Regions from separate parts of the Lactuca sativa genome. Here region 1 is linked to region 2. Evidence: chromatin contacts called from public Hi-C data. All regions are on one chromosome and are shown on one strand. Each heading gives the region's core, a stretch centred on a gene start, on an enhancer-like site or on the middle of the called end of the contact. The rest is flanking DNA. Distances are from core to core; before and after follow the strand shown. Region 1 holds the start of LOC111883643. Region 2 holds the start of LOC111883621 (transcription factor bHLH10).

Evidence for each region. Hi-C and Micro-C count contacts between places; a contact is called where the count stands out from the background.
Region 1: a contact with region 2 is called in a Hi-C map of bud, with 8 times the contacts expected there. The contact joins the promoter of LOC111883643 here to the promoter of LOC111883621 in region 2. A contact is called at or near these places in 2 of 4 Hi-C or Micro-C datasets (bud and leaf).

Annotation. Positions count from the first base shown.
Region 1 is chr4:65,371,069-65,375,047 of Lsat_Salinas_v11, reverse strand. LOC111883643 reads right to left here and starts at 2,663. Exons shown (of 4, transcript XM_023879964.3): 1 at 2,427-2,663; 2 at 1,715-1,841; 3 at 1,480-1,552; 4 at 890-1,352. The coding sequence starts at 2,454. The coding sequence ends at 1,092.
Region 2 is chr4:65,242,315-65,246,455 of Lsat_Salinas_v11, reverse strand. LOC111883621 (transcription factor bHLH10) reads left to right here and starts at 2,724. Exons shown (of 4, transcript XM_023879945.3): 1 at 2,724-3,653; 2 at 3,729-4,141. The coding sequence starts at 2,949.

The DNA of each region.
Region 1 (3,979 bases), core at 1,414-3,913, 130 kb before region 2:
GTCGTACCATACCCCACCAATACAGTGTCACTTAGATCTTCCGGTCATCAATCTTGCCCACCGACCCGTTGCCTTCATGCACATGTACAAATATGTCAAAAACCAAAAGATCCAAGGAGAGCCGATAAGTAGTAAAGCGGCCACTGCGAACAATGGGTGGGTAGCATGTGGCTCGCAAAAATATAATATAAGAAAAACACCACCAATAAGTACAAGAAAACATAATAAAGAAGTGATTAAAGATATTATGAAGTCATCATCCTTTCCATCTCCCATTTTTAACTACTTTTTTTACTTTTTTGTGTTTGTGTCTCTCATTCAGAATTCTTTCCTTTTCTACATGTTCTTCTCTTTCTTACATTCCTTCCTTTAAGGCATTGTTTTATATGTCCAAACATCATAATAGACCTTTTCAATCTCCGATTCATTTTTCGTGCATGTGTTAGAAACTATCATGAGACCAGGTCTTGCTATTCGGATTTTTTTTGTAATTTATTTAACATTTTTGGACACTTGTGTGGCTAACATTACATTTCACCTATTTGTGTGGTTTTTTCTATGTTAGATCTTCAAAAGTTGAAAGGGTAAGCATGCCATTTTAGTTTTTGTAATTAAGTTTCATAAATGATCATGTTACTTAAAAAAGAAATTAGATCCTTATTAACCGGGTATCTTATTTTATTATAAATAAATAAATTTACACCATATGCACTTAAGCATTGATCTTAAAAGTAAAAGTTTGTGTTAACTCCTGAATGAATAATATCGACTATTGTTCTAATAATCTAACATTTTTTAGGAATTAGTTGAAGATTGTTACTTATTTTATTATGGAACAAACGTGAGGCAACCATGATTCATATTTTTCGTAATCTATACAACAAAATGATTTAGATGAAATATACGATCACGTTTCATTCCATTATTTCCAAAACTATAAATATGCAATAACATTCCACATGTATATTGAATACATATATCTTACAAAATCACAAAACCCATCATCCAACTTTAGGATTATTGATAATACTTTATATACATAACCTTATCACCACCCAAATCAACAGCATACATGAATTTTCAATACTAATTTACTCATTAGCTTTTTGGATCATCATAACTCCCAAAGTGATAAGACTTGCGTATATTGAAGTGGGTAGCTTTTGAACCACCTTTCCAATGCCTGGAACACCTTCGGTTGACCTCTTTGTGGCTATAGCAACGGTTGGTGCTATTGCTAGAGTGATGAGGAGTCCTTGAGTCACATACACAAATGTATCCGCTGTTAGCCTTTTCACAAACTCCTCAAATTCTTCTCGGTTGAGTCCCCCATCAAGATCCATATCACATTCCTAACTCAAATAAACAAACAAAAAAAAAAAATTAAAGAAAATACCATCGCTATGGGACCCACAAAATAAAATTTGTATGCTAATACTTGTACTAATACAATTTGTTTTAATGGAATTTAGAAAACACCTGCATCAAGGTTTTGATTTCGTCCTTCTTTGGGGGATCAAAATGAGGCCCTGGCAAATTCTTGTTGAGATCGCTACAATCGAATAGAATCAATTGCATAAGTTGAAGATCAAGATTTTTAAGGAAAAATACAACATTTTGTATATACAGTAAGTAAGGGCATTTACGTCTTTTGCAAAAACAATTACAACTTGTTATGTTGTGTCATGTAATGAATGGGGCTAAATGATCTTACTTGAACACAAGTAACACGGCGATATATAAGTCTTCAAATGACATAGTTGCCCTTCCGTCATCATTCTTGAAACGATCAAAAACTTTGTCACTTATCTTTCGTATTTGCTTTTCTCTCCATTGCTTGCCTATACAAAGTGTCAAAATTAAAACCATTGGCATTTAAGGACAAACATCTTTAACCTTTTTTACATTTAAGCATTTATTTGAACAATAATGGAAATAGTAGAAACTTATACCCCATCAGTCGTGTGAAAATTGCAAGAAATTGAAAAGCATGGAACGATTTATACAATTTGTTAGGATCATACGGAATCAATTTAATCTTTAAATTCAACAAACCCCAAATCCATAAAGAAAAGCAGGAACTGGAATTGGGAACAGTCAAGGAAAGGGGTTCGAATTTAAATTTATACCCATTTATTATACCATAAAACATGCATAAATTGATCAATTTTTAAATCAAACAAAACCAAAATCCACCCCGATTGATTACAACAGAACCACAGGAGAGCAAAAGCAGGATCCGGGATTAATCGAAGAAAGTGATTCAATTTACATGAAAAAGGTGTAGATATTTATCAGCAAAAATATCATAAAATCAATCAATCTTCAAACTAAACAAAACCCTAATCGAAATTGATGGAAATTAGCAGCAACAGACGCGAAATTTGAAGGTGAAAAGCAAGAAACAGGTATATGAAGAAAATCACCTTGAAGTTTTTCCAGGATTTGTCCCATGTTGCTGTAAACGAAGAGATATTAAGAAAAAGAAGGAAAAAGGAGACTATATTCGTGTTGATTAGTTGGGGAAATGTAGACGTCTACGTAAGATCCGGATCAAATATAATTTGTATTTATGGAGGCGGGTCAACTTCGCTTGGGGATCAAAGACGATTCTTTGTGACCGTATATCAGCCTCGATAGAAGATAGCTTCCACTTGGACCGCTAGTTATGCTTTGAGGTTTGAGGCTTTGAGAATTGCGATAGAGGAAGTTAAGATTTTATTTATTTATCAATCGTTGTATTTTTAAATATATTTCTTAAAACATGATAATGTTAATTATTTTAAGTCATACAATTTCATTCATATGATTCAATATGTAACATCAAAACATTAAAATAAACTTGTTAGAAATCCAACTTATTCAGATTGGTTGATGATAATGACGGATTCGAAATCAGTTGAATCCACTAATTATATTAACAGATTACAATTACAATTAAACCATGAAAAACAGATAAACTTATAAAAAGACAATCATCCAATAAAAACAAAACTTAATCAACAAAATCAAATCGATTTTATATATAAAAAAAGATCAATTTTGTAAAATAAATGATACTTTTGACGATAATAAGGACAGAGTCTAATATAGTCACACAATAGAATAAATCAAAATTATTTAAATTAATATTATTGAATGTTTACAATATATTTTGTAAACAAACAACTATTTGATCTTATTTAAACCAATAAAGCATCCTAAGTATGTTCAAAATTTCAAATGGTTAAATCAATAAAATTATAGATATTTATGTGTAAAAAGATTTTAATTATATATCTGTTAATAAACACTTACAAGTAATTTTATGCTTATTAATGCCAAAATTGGGAGATCTAATGTTTGAATGCGTATAGCCGACTCATTTTGATTACTCGATCAAATCAAAATCCAAGTCGATCAATAGTACACAAAGATACATGCATACTCCACTGAATCTACTAAATCGAACCAAATGAGAATATCTATAATTTTAAAATAATAAATTTATACCAAACCATGTAAGATCATCTTAACAAAGAAATACATTTGTGCAAACAACAATCATGTTTTCCCAAAGGACCTAACCCACAAAGAATATCTTTTATACAAATAATATTTTAGAGGTCAAAGTGCAAGAAATTTATGTTTAATCATATAAATGGGCCATGAAGTCATTTTCCCACACTTACAGGGTCTGGAATGAAAGTTATGATGTATTTAAGTAACCCCTAACCCTAAATCCGGGATTAAACCCTAACTGGCAACATCCACACTACTTTGAAGTGAGTTCTTGAGTACATTTCCTTTCTTGAGGTGGTGGTGAAAATCTAAGAAGTTGTGGTGGTGATTTTGGTGCTTTCAAGTAGAGATACTTCTTTGTTGGGTTCAAGACTTCTTCCTTGTTTCTTCTCCTTGAAATTCATCATATTTTCAGAGGTATAAATGACTTTCTTACCATCCATCTCTACTTTTCAAGTCCTTGTCTTAATTCTTAAAG
Region 2 (4,141 bases), core at 1,475-3,974:
TAAGCGGTCAAGAAGAGCTTTTGCAAAAAAACAAACACCCCCTAAGTATTACTAGATAAGCCACCAACCGATCGTCATAACAATAAAATAAAAATAAATGTATATTAATGTATACTCATAAAATAAAATAAAATATAAATATAAGGATCAATATATCCTAAAAAAGTTATTATATATTTTTGAAAATGTTAGAAGTTAATAACTATTTTTTTAATTATTTGCAAATGACCATTTTTTTTTCAGAAATTTAAAAGTTTCTAATTATTTTTCTTTCTTCTTCACAAATCTTCATTTTTCAATAAAGAAAGTTTTTTTTTTTTTTTTTTTTTAATATCATTATGATAAATATTTAACACAAAAAAACCAATTTGATACTCGTGAACAAGCTCAAAACTTATAAACTCATTCAAAACAAAACCCAAAAACACGAAGGCAAAATACAAAAACCGTGAACAAATTCAAAATTTTCGATTTAGATTGTGAATTTTCAAACTAGAGATCGTTTTGAATGTTCTTGAAAAAATAAAAAGAGTTCGAAATTGTTATTCGACAAGAACAAATAATTTGAACCTCTTGGTCATTTGCCAAAGAGGAAGACAAAATTTGTTATTACCATATAACACTTATAAAATTTTGATCATCGGATGAATATCCTAAGACCTAAATATAACTAATATGGGAAAAAGAATCCATGATATCCATATGAAACTAGAGCTACCATCAATAGACCAAAATTAAACGAATGTAAAAGCCCAAAAAAACTAATAATTGGCATTAGAGACACACATGCCTATGAACGTGACAGATATTTGCAAAGAAATATCTTAAATATTTGTTTAAATATTTTTTTGGATTGCCAATTTTTTTAGAGTCTTGATTATGTACTATTTGTACGATATATACAAAATGGTACATATTCATATTCTCCATTTCAAATGACGGTACAATAACTAACAAGACACAAAAAAGTACTAGAATTTTTTTATATATATGACAAAACTCATAAATAGCTCATAAAATATCTTAAAATAAACATGATTTGTAAATCCATCATAGTTTAATATAATCCAATATAACAACCAGATTAAATCTTTGTTTCTAATATTTTTGTAAAGAAACATCTTCGTCTTTCCAAAAAGGAAATACTTGTCCTACTTATATACGAAAAAAAAGTTAATTGTATATATTCATGATAAGAAGATCTAAACCGTCGATTGTACTATGCAAAGAAAATACCATAAAGTGTAATGAAAAGAAAGGGTAAAGAAAATGAAACAAAGTACAAAATCAAATCAAATAATTCTGGTGGGTCCAACCCAGAATCTCCCACCAACGAACTGGAAGTTGTTAAAATTTATTTCTTTTTCTTTCCATTTCTTGACCCTTACATATAAATATGGATTATATTAAGAATTATTAAATTTTTAAAAAAAAATAATAGTAGTCATAAAACACGTGCATTATTTTACGGTTATTTACTACAAGAATTATGGTTAGTTTGTCTATAAATTAGACTAGATGATGGCTATAATTTTTTTGAAAAATTAAATATCTTTTTACATTTTATTTTTATTTATCTTCTTTTATATATATATATATATATATATATATATATATATATATATATATATATATATATATATATATATATAAAAAAGAAGATAACAAATATAAGATGAATGTCATATTTTAATAAAATTAATTATGTTTTATGATGATTATCATCATTTTTTTTCAAAAGGAAACTTAACTATATATATATATATATATATATATATATATATATATATATATATATATATATATATATATATATATATATATATATATATAAAATAGAAGTATTATTTACCTATAAGAATTTTGATATATTTGGATCACTTTTTAACAATTTAATCCGTCATCTAAACTCCAACCAGGGCAATGGTGCTTTAAACTGTTTTGTTATTGACCAAATATTGATGATTTAAAAGTGATTAAATGTTACACGTGTCACTATTTAATTGAGTAGGAGGATTTGTAGGAACAAAAAGTAAGAGGATATTTAATTTCTTTTATATAAATATATGATTAAAAATTATATTATTAGATTTTTTTAGAATGACTAATACATACACCCAGTATCTTACTCCTAAAATAACATAAAAGGTTAATGTTATATATAAATAATTTTTTTTTGCATAAACCATAATTATTTAAAAATATATATTATAAGAATATATGCAATCGAAACTTTTGTGTTCACAAAATATATTATTATAATGGTAATTTGCATTAAAATTAGTATTTTTGTGAACCATTTGTTCAACAAATAAAAGTTATAACTTTCAACTAAATTAACTAAATTATTTTGGCCAAACATACTCAAAATGTTTTTAGTTAATTAGCAAGAGCATAATCTAATTTGTATATCTGTTCCTTAACCATTAGGTTAAGATATTGATGGGGATTGATATTTCTTCATAGCCACTACTCAACAAAAAGAAATGATAGCTGATGAAAATATTTGTAAGTTTCCAAAAAGTTTACTGAGTTTTGTTAAAAGGATTTTCAAAAAGATACAATGTATTTGATTTTTTTATTATAATATATGTCAAACAAATATGTGAAAGTTGATAATTTGTATTTTAACATGAAATTGGAGTCATTTTGTGGCAAATTTTACTAATATAAATACGTTTATATCTTCACTTCCAGTCCCCTACTCTCAACCTACCTTCCTCCCTCTCTAAATAGCAATTCCTTTTTGGTTACTTGGTGATATCTGCTTCTGTGTCTCCTCAAATTCTCATTCTATCGCCAGATTGTGAATTCATCTTCGTGTTGTTACGATCAATACTTCACGTTTTCAATCTTTTCGAATACACAAAGCTTAGAAGTTTTCCAAATTCCCTCTCTCTCTCTCTCTCTCTCTCTCTCTCTCTCTCTCTCTAGAACTTGCAGAGAAAATGCTGGAGAATTCAGATATGTTTGAAGCAAGTGGTTGCTTCGATCCAAATTCTGTAGCTCACCATCAACAAGTGCTTATTGATCACCAAGGTGACAGTTTCCCACAACCCCATGTCTCCAACTTCCACCAAATTTCCAATTTCTCCGCCATTGAAGCACCTGCAGATCAGCTTCATCACCAACATCTCATGAACATGGACATGGATCACCAAAACCACCAACAAATCAACTGGGCTCATAATCCTCATGATCAGGTTCTTATCGGGAACGATAACAATTGTTTGCCTACACCCACACCACCAGATCTCCTTAATCTCTTCCAGTTACCCAGATGCTCTTCATCAATATGCTTTTCCAACCCGACCCATATCGATCAAACCTCGGGTCAAGTCATGTTCGATCCGCTATTGCCTCACAATCTCCCTCCACAGCCTCCATTCTTCAGAGAGTTGCTGAATTCTCTCCCAAACGGATTCAATTTGACTGGTTGTGGCTCCATTTTTGGCGAGATGGATATGGACAGAGGAGAACAGAATCAACTGTATCATGACGGAGATGCGGTTTTGGAGTTCGGTGGGGGAATAATTAATGGAAAAGGGAGAGAAAACAAAGATACAAAACATTTTGCGACTGAGAAACATAGAAGGCAACAATTGAATGGCAAGTTTGAGGCCTTGAAGGGATTAGTCCCAAATCCCACAAAGGTATGAGAATTTTGAGTCTCAGATGAATTTGATAACATTTACAAATTTTAATTCTGTTTTCTTGTTGAAGAAAAGGCTGATCGAGCATCGGTGGTCGGAGATGCCATTGAATACATCAACGAACTCAAGAGAACTGTGGAAGAACTGAAGATTTTGGTGGAGAGGAAGAGATGCAACAGAGGTAGGATGAAAAAGCACAAAACAGAAGACGATTCGACTTTAGATGTAGAGAGTATTTACACAAAGAGCAATGGAGGTGGCAGCGCCGGTGCCGGAGATCATGCTCATGATCAACAAACCTACAACGGCAATTCAACTTCTACAATGAGGAGCTCATGGCTACAGAGAAAATCCAAAAACACAGAGATCGATGTTCGAATCATTGATGATGAAGTTACAATCAAATTGGTGCAACAAAAGAGGATCAACTGTTTGTTTCTTGTTTCAAAAGTTCTTCATGAACTTCAACTGGATCTTCATCATGTCGC